Linked DNA regions of Mus musculus: region 2 is linked to region 1. A link is a contact called in public Hi-C data. All regions are on one chromosome and are shown on one strand. Each heading gives the region's core, a stretch centred on a gene start, on an enhancer-like site or on the middle of the called end of the contact. The rest is flanking DNA. Distances are from core to core; before and after follow the strand shown.

What was found. Hi-C and Micro-C count contacts between places; a contact is called where the count stands out from the background.
Region 2: a Hi-C map of double positive thymocytes shows a contact between it and region 1, with 2.6 times the contacts expected there. The contact joins two enhancer-like sites. A contact is called at or near these places in 5 of 39 promoter capture datasets (the HPC-7 cell line, cranial neural crest, embryonic stem cells and 2 more), 60 of 484 Hi-C or Micro-C datasets (B cells, the Ba/F3 cell line, CD4 T cells and 34 more), 10 of 115 datasets of contacts at active chromatin or transcription factors (CD8 T cells, the SCID.adh cell line, T-cell acute lymphoblastic leukemia and 7 more) and 3 of 9 other capture datasets (adipose tissue, embryonic stem cells and liver).

Annotation. Positions count from the first base shown.
Region 1 is chr11:33,938,046-33,944,323 of GRCm38.p6, reverse strand. It overlaps a transcript of Kcnip1 not described here. Among named protein-coding and RNA genes, the nearest start is that of Gm36395, 9.1 kb to the right of the region's middle. Within about 2 kb of position 4,598, at least 83 of the 459 cell types and tissues checked have an H3K27ac peak or open chromatin away from gene starts, as enhancers often do. A contact at or near this core is called in DN2 thymocytes, the SCID.adh cell line, T-cell acute lymphoblastic leukemia and 2 more, where this site is marked.
Region 2 is chr11:34,074,232-34,080,787 of GRCm38.p6, reverse strand. Lcp2 (lymphocyte cytosolic protein 2) reads right to left here. Exons shown (of 21, transcript NM_010696.4): 9 at 5,670-5,736; 10 at 5,489-5,572; 11 at 2,519-2,544; 12 at 2,384-2,403; 13 at 2,173-2,280; 14 at 568-598. All of the region lies in intron 3 of 4930469K13Rik (RIKEN cDNA 4930469K13 gene), which reads left to right. Among named protein-coding and RNA genes, the nearest start is that of 4930469K13Rik, 21 kb to the left of the region's middle. Within about 2 kb of position 1,952, at least 22 of the 459 cell types and tissues checked have an H3K27ac peak or open chromatin away from gene starts, as enhancers often do. A contact at or near this core is called in DN2 thymocytes, the SCID.adh cell line, T-cell acute lymphoblastic leukemia and 2 more, where this site is marked.

The sequences.
Region 1 (6,278 bases), core at 3,349-5,848:
TCAGACTTTCACTTAAAGGCAGCTTCTTCTGAGAAGCCAACCTGGTGGGGCGCCCTCTTGTGGGCTTTTGTAGTATCTTCTGACCCAAGGCTGACATTCCCTTTTGCTTTGTCTCAATGAATGACAGGATACAGTGGCCTGGAGTGGCCAGGCTGCTTGTTTTCTGTTGTCTTCAAGCCTTTCACAGTGCCTGCTACATAACAGATGATCCATTTTTGTAGAAATGGCATCTCTGGCCAGAAGGCATTAAGAGAGTAGGTCTTGAGTCTCTCCTTCACTTACCTGCTGCTTTGCACCAGGCTTCAGTGGCTCGCTTCCTGCTCCCCATCTCCTCTCACCCCCTTCAGCTTTTCCTGCCCTGTTTGAAGACCCAGTTCAGGGTCCCACTCTGTCTCTGAGGGAGCCAGCTCCTCCAGTCCGTGATTTCCAAAGACTGTCCTGAGTCCCCTAGCCCTGAAATAGAAGGTGCTCTGGCCACAGTCCCAGGAAGATAGTGCCTAGTAACAAATTAGTTTGCTTCTGCATGTTGATGATTTGGGAATCAGCACATGGCAATACATTTCAGTTCTCTAGAACCATGATTGCTTTGTGATAAGAAAGGCTCTGAGGAACTTGTTAGTTTCATTGTGGTGAGCTCTCCAGAGATGACCACTTAGACAGTTTACAGCCAGTTGAAAGTCTTTATTACAGCAGGCTGGGACTACACAGAACTATTTAGAACACAGGAGTCTTTTAAGGAAAAAAAAAAAGCTTGTCCTGCCATCTCACTTGGAAGCTGTGGGGGTAGGGAGCAGTGCTCCACAGAGTAAGCACTTCAAAGCAAGCAGTGGTAATAGATGTTGCAATAAGAGGTTAACCGGGTAGGGTCTATACAAACAGGCAGTTTTAACAAAAGTTGGTAAGTTAGTTGACCTTTGTTTCCTACAATAGAGTTGGGTAGTTTTCCATGGGATTCTCCAATAAGGAGATGAGATAGTAGTTAAAACTGGAGTGGCCTCAGCAAGAATACAAGGCCAGCATCAGCAAAGCCCAAGATGGCCAGCAGAGTGGCAAGGTGTACTAATACCACACAACATTGTCCACTGTCTGTTGGGTGATCTTTATAGCCTTTCCAAACATCCAAACACAGTCTCTCAAGCTTCTGCCCTAGCTAAACATCACAAGTCCTTTCTTCAGGCTGCTTCAGGAAAACGCCACATGTCGGTTCTTACCAAAACATCCTCCCACGTGTCTGCTTCAGTAACAATATTCTCCCATAAGTCAGAGGTATACTGGCCAAGTTCCTCCAAAAAGAAATGGTGGCTCTGAACTTTTGTAATAAGTCTCTTCCAATCAATGTGTATGAGCAGCCCAGCATAACCAGAAAAAACGAGTAACTGTTCCTTGTATCTATGGCGTAGGAGTGTCTTAGGTAGGGTTTTATTGCTATGAAGAAATACCATAGCCAAGACAACTCTTATAAAGGAAAACATTTAATTGGGGCTGGTTCACACTTTAAGAGGTGTAATCATGGTGGGAAACATGACATCCTGCAGGCAGACCTAGAGCTGGAGAAGGAGCCAAAAGTGCTGCATCTTGATTGAAGGCAACCAGGAAGAAACTAGATTTCACACTGGACATAGCTTGAACATTTAAGACCTCAAATCCTCACCTCCACAGTGACTATCTTCCTCCAATAAGGCCACATCTCCTAATAGCATTGCTCCTTATGAGCCAAGCACTCAAACACATGAGTCAATGGGGGCTGAACCTACTCAAACCACCACAGGGAGGTTGTCCATGTAAAGTAGGTAGCTTGGCCAGTTGCTCCTTTAACTGCTACTGTCTTCCTGGAGGTGAGAGATCCAAGGGGTTCTATCAAGACAAAGAGGGCAGCTCTAGTCTATTAGAAAATTAATGGGTTTGTCCCCTACTCTTGTTATCATCGTAGGCTCCCAGGGACAGAGCCACAGGGAGCCTGGGCCCTATCAATGTGCTGGTAGCTGGAGAACTGGATGGCTTTCCTCTTTTTCTTTTCTGCTTGGACATTTATCTTTCTGGTGCCCCTTCTGCTTACAATAGGCACATTAGTCCTTTTCTGGATGTTTTCTTTTCCTTTCTCCTATTTTCTTTCTTGTCCATTTCCAATTACTACATGGGAGAGTTTCTGTCTGTCTGTCTTGGGCTGAATCCGGGTTATTATAAACTTTCTGAGCAATTTCTAAAAGTTGAGGCCTGTTCATACCTTCAAATCCCCCTAATTTCCAGAACTTTCTCCTTATGTTTGGGGCTGACTGCTGACAAAGGCAATATTAATGGCTCACTGGTTGGGGAGGGGGGCATCTGAATCTATGGGAGTAAATACCTGATGTGCCTCACAGAGCCCCATCAGGCCTCTCAACTGACTGGCTAACCTTGGACAATCTGGTAGGTTTTCTGGTACTCTGTACTGAGAGGCTTAGGGGGAATTTTAAAGGCCTCCAGTTGCCCATCTACCTTCCTCCTTAGTGGTCAAAGGTATGAGACAGTCATCTACATATTGGAGCAGAATGCTTTGAGTTCTTGCAGGTAGCTTGAGGTTAGCTCTTCCTTCCTGGTGGCTTGGTCTTAGTGTAAGAGGCAGACCTTGAATAGTGGACAGATATTCAGAATGTTGATAGGTGCTTTGTCTGAGTCGAGTTATTCTGGCTGAGTCCTCCCAACAATGCTTGTTAAAAGTGCTCAATGACTTCTTAACTTCTTCTGTTAACCCAATTAGGTTGGGTAGATAGGAAGGTTTGCTCTACCCAGGGCTTTGTGTCAGGCAGTGTCCTACTGCCTGGCCCCAGAGCCAACTTCCTACTTTCCCACTGGATTGGGTCTCACACCTTGGCTGTAAACAGGGTGTCCAAGGATGGCAATCATTCCAAGTCAGCTGGTGTATATAAAAAACAGTTTCCAACAGGCTGATAAGAGCCAGAGGCTTCTCTGAAAAATGAGGGTTTGCAGTTTTCCAGTTATATAAATCACTGGTAGTGAAGGAAACACAAAACATGAATGGGGGTGGGGAGCTCCTCCCTCCTCCCCTTCCCCTTGTCTGTAACAGGGCCCCCATGCTTTCTCTAAAGGAAGAACAGAAAATGGTCTCATAAGCTCAGACAAAATCTGTCTGGCCTCCCTATAGGCAAAGCCACTCTGTATGAATAGGTGAAAGAAGGCACCAGGGAGTAGTGTTGGCCTCTTGGCCTCCACTCTGGAGAGAACCATTTCTTCTGACCCCGTTAGCATTTTCCATTGGTCCAGTCAGAACATAAGGAGAGGAACACCCATCTCTTCAAGTAGAGTAAGGAGAATCTGTAGTCCCTTTCTGAGTGTTCTGGCCAGACCAAGAACACCCTGACTCCTAAAGAAAGAGAACAGGTTTTCAACCATGAAGATAGACTGAGAACAAGGGTAAGCCAGTGATCCGCATGAGGGAACTGATCAGGATGGCCAGGAAAGCCTGTCATAATGTTCCAGACTGCCCTGATTGCCTGGAGATCCAAAGATCCTTAAGATAGCCACCTTAGCTTAGAAAGGACCCACTCACATTTACAGACTGCAGAGTTTTCCTAGGAAGAAACAAATACCAGAGTCACCCCATTCCGGAGCCCTTCTGAACATGTCCGCACACACCTGAACTTGCTTTCCCTCCCATCACAAGAGCAAGTGACAGACTGACTTAAAGAGACAAAGACCATGCAGATCCAGTCAACAGCAAACAGACAAATCACAGGTGGTCACCAAACATTCATTCATTCAACAAACCACACAGAGCCTGGACACACAGGCTGATCAGGCAAGTTCTGCAGACCAAACTTACCTCTGGAGGTGTTCAGAACAAATGACATCCAATTTGCTCTTGTGAGAGGCTGCATCCAGGTGCCACTGGAACATTCGGCAGCCTTTTGTCAGAAAGGATTTTCATGGGGCCCTAGAAAGTCTCAGGATGGGTGTCCTCTAAGAGTCCTCATTGCCTGTGCACTTTTCCCAACTCGTGGGGGTCAAGAGGCCTCTACATGTCTGGATTCAGTCTGGGATCCCAGTGGGACTTCTAAACTGTTACAGGAAGCTCACTAGAGATGACCACTCAGACACAATGTGTAGCCAATTAAGCCTTTATTCCAGAAGACTGGGACCACGCCCACGTGTTCAGGGGCTGAGGTATGGTCTGAGAGCATCCAAACCAAGGGGTTTTTTAAGGCAAAACCCTCATTCTGGCATCTTGTTCAGCAGCTGCAGAGGGAGGATAGAAGCGGGAGTGGGGTGGGGTGGGGTGGGGTGGGGTGGAGTGGGGACTTCACAGAGGAAGAAGTTCAAAGCAAGCAGTGTTAGCAGATGCTAAGATAAGTGGTTAGCTGGAGGAGGTTCTGCACAAACAGGCAGTTTTTTAACAAAAGTTAAGATAAGCTGGCTAGGAACTCAGTTCCTAGAACAGAGTTGGGTAATTTTCTATGGGATTCTTCATCAAGGAAGTCAGATTTTAGTTAAACTGGGAATGGCCTCAGCAAGAACACAAGATGGAGGAACCTCTGCACTGTCTTGCCTGGTCAGTTTCTTCCTCACTTAACACATGGCATGTACCAAGCTACAGTAGCTATTGGCCAGTAGATGGTGTGATCTATCAGCTCATCAAATAACCTCGTGTGAGCGAGCATGACTACATACCAAGTCTGACATGTGTATTTCCTGGGGAAGTCGTCAGTAGATACATGGCTTATCTCATAATCAATGGCTTCTCATGACTAAGGAAAGGTAGCCTGGAGATTTTCAAGGAGAGGACTCAAGACCCTGGCAAATGGTGTAGTAAGGAAGCAAAACTGACCACTTAGCTGAGGGTTACTCCAGGATGTGACCAATGAATTTTTAACAAAGAAGTCAACACCCTAGGGAGGCGGGCTTCTTTGAAATCCATTTTAAAAAGCTCTGCCTGATACTATTGGTAACTTACAGAACATGAATCAGAATCCACCTGGGCATCCCTGAATTTACAATGGCCTATACCTCACATCTCCACCTAGACCACAACGCTTCCTGAGGGCAGAGCGAAGCTCACAGAGTCACTCTACCTGCATCCTGCTGCTGCAGAGAGGCTCCTGCCATGCCACTGCAGACTTAAGGGTGAAGATTACACTGTTGCTCAAAACCCAGCGTCATCTTCAGCAGGGAGGTGACAGTGACTTTCTTCACAGTGATGTCTAGTTAAGGAGCTGGCCCTCCCAGCAAGCGTATGCTTGACTCACAAAGCAGCTCAGCTGTGTGGCTTCAGGCAAGCTGCCTCATTTGCTGAGCTGCTGCGCCACAGATCTTATCCTCCTCCGTGGTACAGGAAGAGAAAGCGCTTCTGACTGCACATAAACCCAGGGACCGACTACGGACAGAGCAGATACTCTAAAGAACAAAAGGGCACCAGCAGCTGCTGATGTTACCTGGTTAAATGAAGTCAACTTGAAATCCCAGCAGAGGCCATCAACCAGAGGAAGAGTGGAGAGGGGGAAGGGCAGAGCTTATGAAGGAAGGCTGGAGAAAGGGCTGTGAGTGGCTTATGGAAGTTCCCTACCCCTGAGGCCTGGCTTAGAGCAGGGCTGTGTGGTGTAGGAGCTGTTTATTAACCCTTAGGGAATCTCTACAATTTAGCCTGTAATCTGCTTCCCTCCCCCTTCCCCCTCCAAACACCTACTGAGTATATGCTCTTTGTCAAATAATTCCCCAGGAGTCAAGTAGCCTGGATTTTTGAGAGTATAAACAGACTTATTCAGCAACCCACACAGAACAGGTAGAAAACACCTGTCAGAACCACATTAATGTTCTGAAGTCACTCTCTCCCCCCCACCCCCCAACACACACATACACCCTTCATAGCAGCCAGACAAAAAGCAAGTGGTTGCCCACCCAGTGAAGGCCTTCTTTCCCTCTCGGCCTGCAGAGAGCATTATAGGGAAAATTTTTCAGATAGTTGTTTTGTTTTTTGTTTTTTGTTTTTGTTTTGTTTTGTTTTGTTTTTGGTTTTCAAGACAGGGTTTCTCTGTGTAGCCCTGGCTGTCCTGGAACTCACTTTGTAGACCAGGCTGGCCTCAAACTCAGAAATCCACCTGCCTCTGCCTCCCGAATGTTGGGATGAAAGGCGTTAGCCACCACTGCCCGGCATTGCAGATAGTTTTGTTTCATTCTATTTGGTTGGCTTTTTTGGAAACAAAAAATATTTTAAATGCCTTCTGGTTTTGCACAATGCCTTCCTGTCCCTGCAACCCTTGTCAAAGGGTCTCCACTGAAAATCGAAG
Region 2 (6,556 bases), core at 703-3,202, 140 kb before region 1:
ATTAATCTCTCAGAGACTCAGTGCCTCAGGGATGTGATGTCAGCCTCAGTGTCTGTCTTTCACTCTGTCACTATGTCTCTGTAGCAAGTTGCTGCCCTGATGGTTTGGGAATGCTCATAGCCATCCCCTCCCATCTTCCTTAGACATCCCTGGGACTGGAACAAAAGTGGAGCAACCCTAGTCCATGTTCTCTGCAACATTCAAGGACCGTTACAGTGCTCACACAAAAAGAGAAAGAGTGATGTCGTGCAGGGCCACTAAAATCATAGCATCTTCCCGACCCTTCCCTCTATTCCTGATCCTCACTCTTCTTGCAAATTACCCTTGGGGATGAGGCTGCAAGAAGCCAGCCACCCTGGGACCTCTCAGAGAGCCAGGGGCTAGGCAATTCAGCTTGATGAACTCTAAGTAACAAGATGCAGAGGCTGGCATTTAAGATACTCTTTGTAGGTCTTGCTCTCATTACCTAACTTCAGACAAGGGCAAGGCAGATGCAGTCCCACCTCCCCAGAGCCTACACTGGCTGTCCCTGTGCCAAGCATTTATTAAATGACATTTCACACTTACATTCTCTCTTCTGTCTGGTCCCCTTCCATGCCTGAAATGAATTAGAGCAGAGATGTGAGCATCAAGAGTTTCAAAGAGCCAGCCCCAGAATATAATTTCAGTAAATCGCATAAGGAGAAATAAAACCTACTGAGCCGTGGCCAAAGGGGAAGTTGCCAGTGCCAGCAGAAATGCTGGGGTTGGGAGAGAAGGGAAATGTGGCCACTGGATGCCCTGTTATCTTTGCAAGCTGAGCTAGGCAAACCTTTGTTCTATAGCGCTACTATAGCAAATAATTACACAATTATACACGTATATATGTTTAGTCAGCTTTTAGGAGCTATTAAATTTCACTGAGTAGATGTTTTTCCAAGCAAATAAAAACATTTTCAGTAATATTCTTCTTTGCTGAGGTTTCAAACCAGCCACCACAGGGCTTGCCCTTCAAGTATTAAGAAAACAGTTGGCAAAGGTCCCTGCTCCGGGCTTTGCCAATAGGGCCTTGGTGTCATTGGCACAGATGGGCCAGTCCAACAGCTTTGACAATAGCTGTCTAAGCGTTGGGAGAGGCATCTGTACTTCCTGGGAGAGAGGTAAAGAGGGGAGGGAGAGAAGGAGGGAAGGAGGGGAGTGATAGGAGGAAGAGATGGAGGGAGGGAGGGAAGGAGGGAGGGAGGGAGGGATAGGGAGGGATAGGGAAAAAAGAAAGGAGAGAGGGAGGGAGGCAAGGATGGGTGGGTGGATAGAGGGAGGGAGAGAAGAAGGGAGGAAGGGAGGGAGGAAAGGAGAGGGATGGAGGGAGGCAAGGATGGATGGGTGGATAGAGGGAGGGAGAGAAGAAGGGGGAGGGAAGGAGGGAGGGAGGGAGGAAGAATGATTTGTTGAGTAGCTAATGTCAGATGTTTCTTATGTCGTCCATCAGTTCTTGCCCTGTTTTATTGAAAATTTTGGTATTTTGGCCATTAAATTGTTTTTTATGTGCTCTGATTTTGTTAAATAATCCATTAAAATGCTATGAAAGTCAAAGACTGGGGATTTTCTTGGCACACTGTGGCCCTTAGTCTTGACTGAATCCTCACAACAGCCAAACCAGGGCGATGGTTATGAACCTTTATAGACAGAGGAGATAATGAAACTCACTGCTCCCCTCCAAGTAGCAGGGCTGGCCCAGAACCCAAGTGCACTTGTGCCGTTTGGTAAATAGACCATACATGATTTTATAGCACAGGTAAAGCTGCTAGAACTGAGCTCCGTCTCCTGTCGTTGTAAAAATGGTTGAGCAGTAAGAAAGCAGCTAATGCAGGCCTAGAACCAGCGCACCCCCACCCCCACCCCACACCCCTGCTCCCTTACAAAATAAAGCTGCAGGTGCAGTTCCTATGAGCTGTTCAGGCTTCAGTCTGACAAGGCAGGAAGTCCAACAAAACCAAGTCTGGTTCAGACAAGGACTCCGACAGCAACCACACAGCCCTCCCCATTAAGTGCTGCTACTCGCCCCCTCCTCAGCTACATTCCCATTCTCTTGACAGACCTCAGTAGCTTTCATCCAACCAGCAAGGAAAGGAGCCCTCAACCTCTCAAGTATTGGAGTTCAAAGGCCCGACTCAGGCAGCACAGGACAGTCACCTTGGAACTGGTGGCTTCCTCGTTGTCACGGGTCCGAGTCTTTCATTTCTTTCGTGTCTGTCCATGGCTGGTGGCAAAGGAGGCTTTTGTATCTTGGGTAAATGTTCCCTGAGTGGGAAGAGAGAGGAGATATATATATATAAAAGCCACTTTCATTGGGCAGAGATCTGCAGCAGAATTCTGGACTTGGTACAGTATGACAGACACTTACCTCCCCAATGGGGCTGAGGGCTGCAAGACAACAAGGAAGACACGTGAGGATCAGACACTTTCCAAAGAGTCAGGACAAGATAAAAGCAAAACAAACAAAGACTAAAATCATAAACAAACCAGAAAAGCAGCCTACCTTATCAGAAAATGGTGGTTTCTTTCCTGTAAACAAGGTTGAACAGAACATTAAATTTGGAACAGGCATGAGGTTAGGGCTGAAAAACAGATTCTGATGAAAACCGTGTCTGTGTCTCTAGGGGAAGTCTGACTTTAAGCAGGGGCTTCAGATCTGAAAGGTCTTTTGAGGAACACCTGGCTTGCCAAACTCACACAGCTGTGCACATGCTAATAGGATTGTGGGATCTGAGCTTCTTTTCAACATGCGGCTTGGCTGAGCATCAAATGGGTGAATATCTTCTTGAGATTCTATGTCTTTCTCATTGGCTTAAGCATCTGCTGTCTGGCCTAGTTTGAATTTTGAAGTAAACCAGTGTGTAATGAAGGTGAAATTTTGCCCTAAATCCTGTGGTACACTTGATATTATGTAAAGACTTCCATACAAGGGCTTTTGGAGATTGTCTTGGTGTGCCAAAACTACTTTAGTGGTGGTGGAAGTGGTTGTGGTGGTAGTCAAGGTGGTAGTGGTCATGGTTGTGGTTGTGGTACTGGTCATCTTGGTGGTGGTGGTCATGGCTGTGGTTGTAGTCACCAAGGTGTTAATGGTGTTAGTGGTGGAGGTGGTGGTGGTGATGATGGTGGTAGTGGTGGTGGTGGTTGTGTTCATGGTTATGGTACTGGTCATTGTGGTGGTGGTGGTGGTCATGGTCATGATTGTGGTCCTCATGGTGGCTATGGTGGTGGCAATGAATTTTGTTTGCTCACTTGCTTTGATATCTTTGAGAACAGATGGTATTGAAGCCAAGTATTTATACCCAAGGGCCCTTCAACATTATAATTAAGGTTCCAGTAGATCTGGAAGCAGGTCTGCTAATACCTGAGCATGTTGGATCTCAGGTACCTTGGCTGTGAAGTCAGTGTAGGTTTGCCATAAGGGTCAGATGATAACTTATATGCAAGGTCAAGGACAGGATGGGTGTGGGTTGACAGATGCTGGCTAGCTCCTCTTTCTTTCCTACCCCCTCCCCATACTTACTACCCTAAGGTACATGCTGACAGTGTCCATCTGGAATCACAGATTCACAGAATCCCACAAGGGCTGAGTTCATGTTTGACCCAGGAAGGTCTGAGGAGCTTGCCTACTTTGAATAACTCACTAGCCAAGGGAAAAGCATTCTTGGGGCACAAAAGGAGTTTCATAAATATTTAGAGTTAGCGATTAAACATCTTATTTAAAGGGACACTCCAAAAACAAATGAATAGTCTTTGGACAAAGGAGGCTTTCCATTTTCAGAAAATATTTGATTCATAAGAAACAAATCAACCAACTAAACAGCGATCTTGTGATATGCCTACACTCTGGCCACGTTAGGAGCTTGATGGTTATAGGCTAAGCATTAGTGGAAGACGTTAGTCATTCCACAGCTTCATTAACAAGGATGTAACTCAAAGTTCAAACATGGATCATCAGGAAACATCATCTCTAAAATGTCTACAGACATCGCAAAAGGTGACTCTTTAAGAGAGTGAGTTGTGTATACAGATGACTGTGAAGTCGTCACATCTGTATCCCACTTTCCTGATGCCCTGGCTTAGAGAGCAGGGTTCGAGTCTGGGTCTCGTCTACCTTTCTCTTTATATGATGTGTACAGCTCTCTACAGTGAACTGCAAATGCATGACTCAGCAGAGTTAGATTGGGAGTCAGAGATACGACAACGAGCTGCAGCTTCCAATCCAATCCAAGATCTCAAAGTCATTTTGCCAACCAAGGAGACTACTGAGGCCAAGAAAGGGCAAAGGCCTTGTTCAGAGTCCCACTGAAGAGGAGAAGGTATGGAGCCTAGATATGGATTCTGTGTTTACTCCGTTTAGGTACCTCTTGCCTAGATACACCTTGTCTACAGCAAGTTCAAAGGCCACCACCTCAGTGCAAAAGTCAGAAAGACATGGGTTCAAGTCTTAACCCACCTATACAAGACAGAGCATACTATTTGACCTCTCTGACCCTTCATCGTCTGAGAGGTGGAGATAACACACCCTTCACTGGCTTGGCCTAAGGATGCAAAGCACCTGCCCCATCCTAGATGTTCAATAAATTGTAACTAAGTTTTAGGGATGAATTAAAGAATACCTCTATGTAAGGGTAGCTAGAATCAAGGCAGCTGGAACCATGAGTAAATTGTGGGAAAAGTCCGTAGTGTTTCATCAACTGAACGCGCCACCGCAAAGGGCAATTTTGACATCTGAACATTTTAGAAAGCGTATCCTCCTAAGAGAACATCCTCTTGACATGAGACTGTGGCCTAAGCATGCAGCATCCCCTGGGTCAGTAAACTAATAAATAGCAACCAAAACAGCTGACTACAGCTCTCCTGGTGCTCTTGCCTCTCAGCCCATTTCCTCCTTGAGTACCAGGTTGCATCCTCCTGTGCCTTGGCCACAGTACACACAGCTCACAGGCATGGTGGAGCAGGCACAGCCCAGGGACTGAGAGCAGGGCTTCTGGCACCAGGCTGATCTGGGTTTAGGTCTCTATTTTCATCATTTGGTCACTGAGTAATGTTAGAAAGTTACTGCTTTGTGCTTTGATTTCTTCCTCTGTAAAATGAGGATGTTTCTCACAAATTTACAGTATTATACCAGTAGTAAAATGAGATTTTGTGTGTGTGTGTGTGTGTGTGTGTGTGTGTCTTGGTGGAGTTCTCTCCCCAAATGTGTGTGTGTGTGTATGTATATGTGTATGTGTGTATGTGTATGTGTGTGTATGTATATGCATGTATGTATGTGCTTCTGTATGTATGTATGTTTATATATATACATATATAAGTATATATACATGAATATTCATATATATATATACATAGATAGATAGATAGATAGATAGATAGATAGATAGATAGATAGATAGATTGTGTGTGTGTGTGTGTGTGCTTAGCACTCTACAAACGTACCCATTATTATTATGCATAAAATACGAATAATACCAACCTAGTATGAAGGGCTCTCGGTCAAGAGGGGCCAGTGAGCGGTCCAGGGGAGGTTTTGTGCTTCTGTCTATTGATGGAGCAGGCACTATAGTATAAAAGGGTAAGGTCAGTTAAATAAAATGAAAGCATCTGGCTGGGGATTGGGAGGATGGGCTGGTGGGCAGAAAGCACCCTGTGCTTACACTTTGCTGTCTTGTTGTTTCCACTTCTGCTGGGCTCTTCGTGGTTGGGATGGGGTGGAGACAGTGGCTGCATGGAATTAAAAAAAAAATCCAAATGTTTAGAAGCTTTTCCACAACAGCTTCTTTTCGTCTTAGTGGCATTCTCTCCCCAGTAGCTGGATCCCTTTCCTTCATCTTCAGGTCTGATCCACAGTTAGCTGTCCCCTCTGTCAGCTGAGCTTCCGAGGTTGTGCCCCTCTGAACTTCCTCACTCTCTCATGCCCCAGGCCTTCAACACGGCAAAGGACCAGGCTGAAACTTCCCTACCAAGCCCTCCAAGGGTCTAGTCACATCAGAAGTGAGACATGAACCCCTGTGAAGCGCACATGACATGCCCTGCCCACCTTTTGAAGCCATTTTTATGTTCCTCTGATGCTCCACGGTCCCTGCATAAGGATCTCCTTACAGTTCTCACAAAACCCAAAGCTCACGCATCACCACGAACATCTCTGTGCCTGGTTTCCTCTGCCCGGGATGTCCCTTCTGCTTTCCCTATGACTGGCTCACCCTGTGCCCGCTCAGTGTCAGCTCTGTACCCTCTGTCATGTTACTCGGCCCCCTGCCTTCCTAAAGTACACACCTACATCTGTGTGCTTGTTTATATCAAAACGTTATAAGGGTCGGGGCATTGTGTGCTGTTCCATATTCTTCCTCCGGCAAAGTGAACACTGGTGTGAAGTAGCTGCCTAATCAATATCTGTCAAAGTGATGGGTAGATGTCAAAGTCTTCAGATTTCAAAAGCATTTCGCTTTTGAAATCTGAAGACACATTGGGCTCCACTTTAGCAACTGTAGTAAGAGCCAAAGTGTCAGAACTAGAAGAGGAGATTGCGGTATGAGGAGAGTCT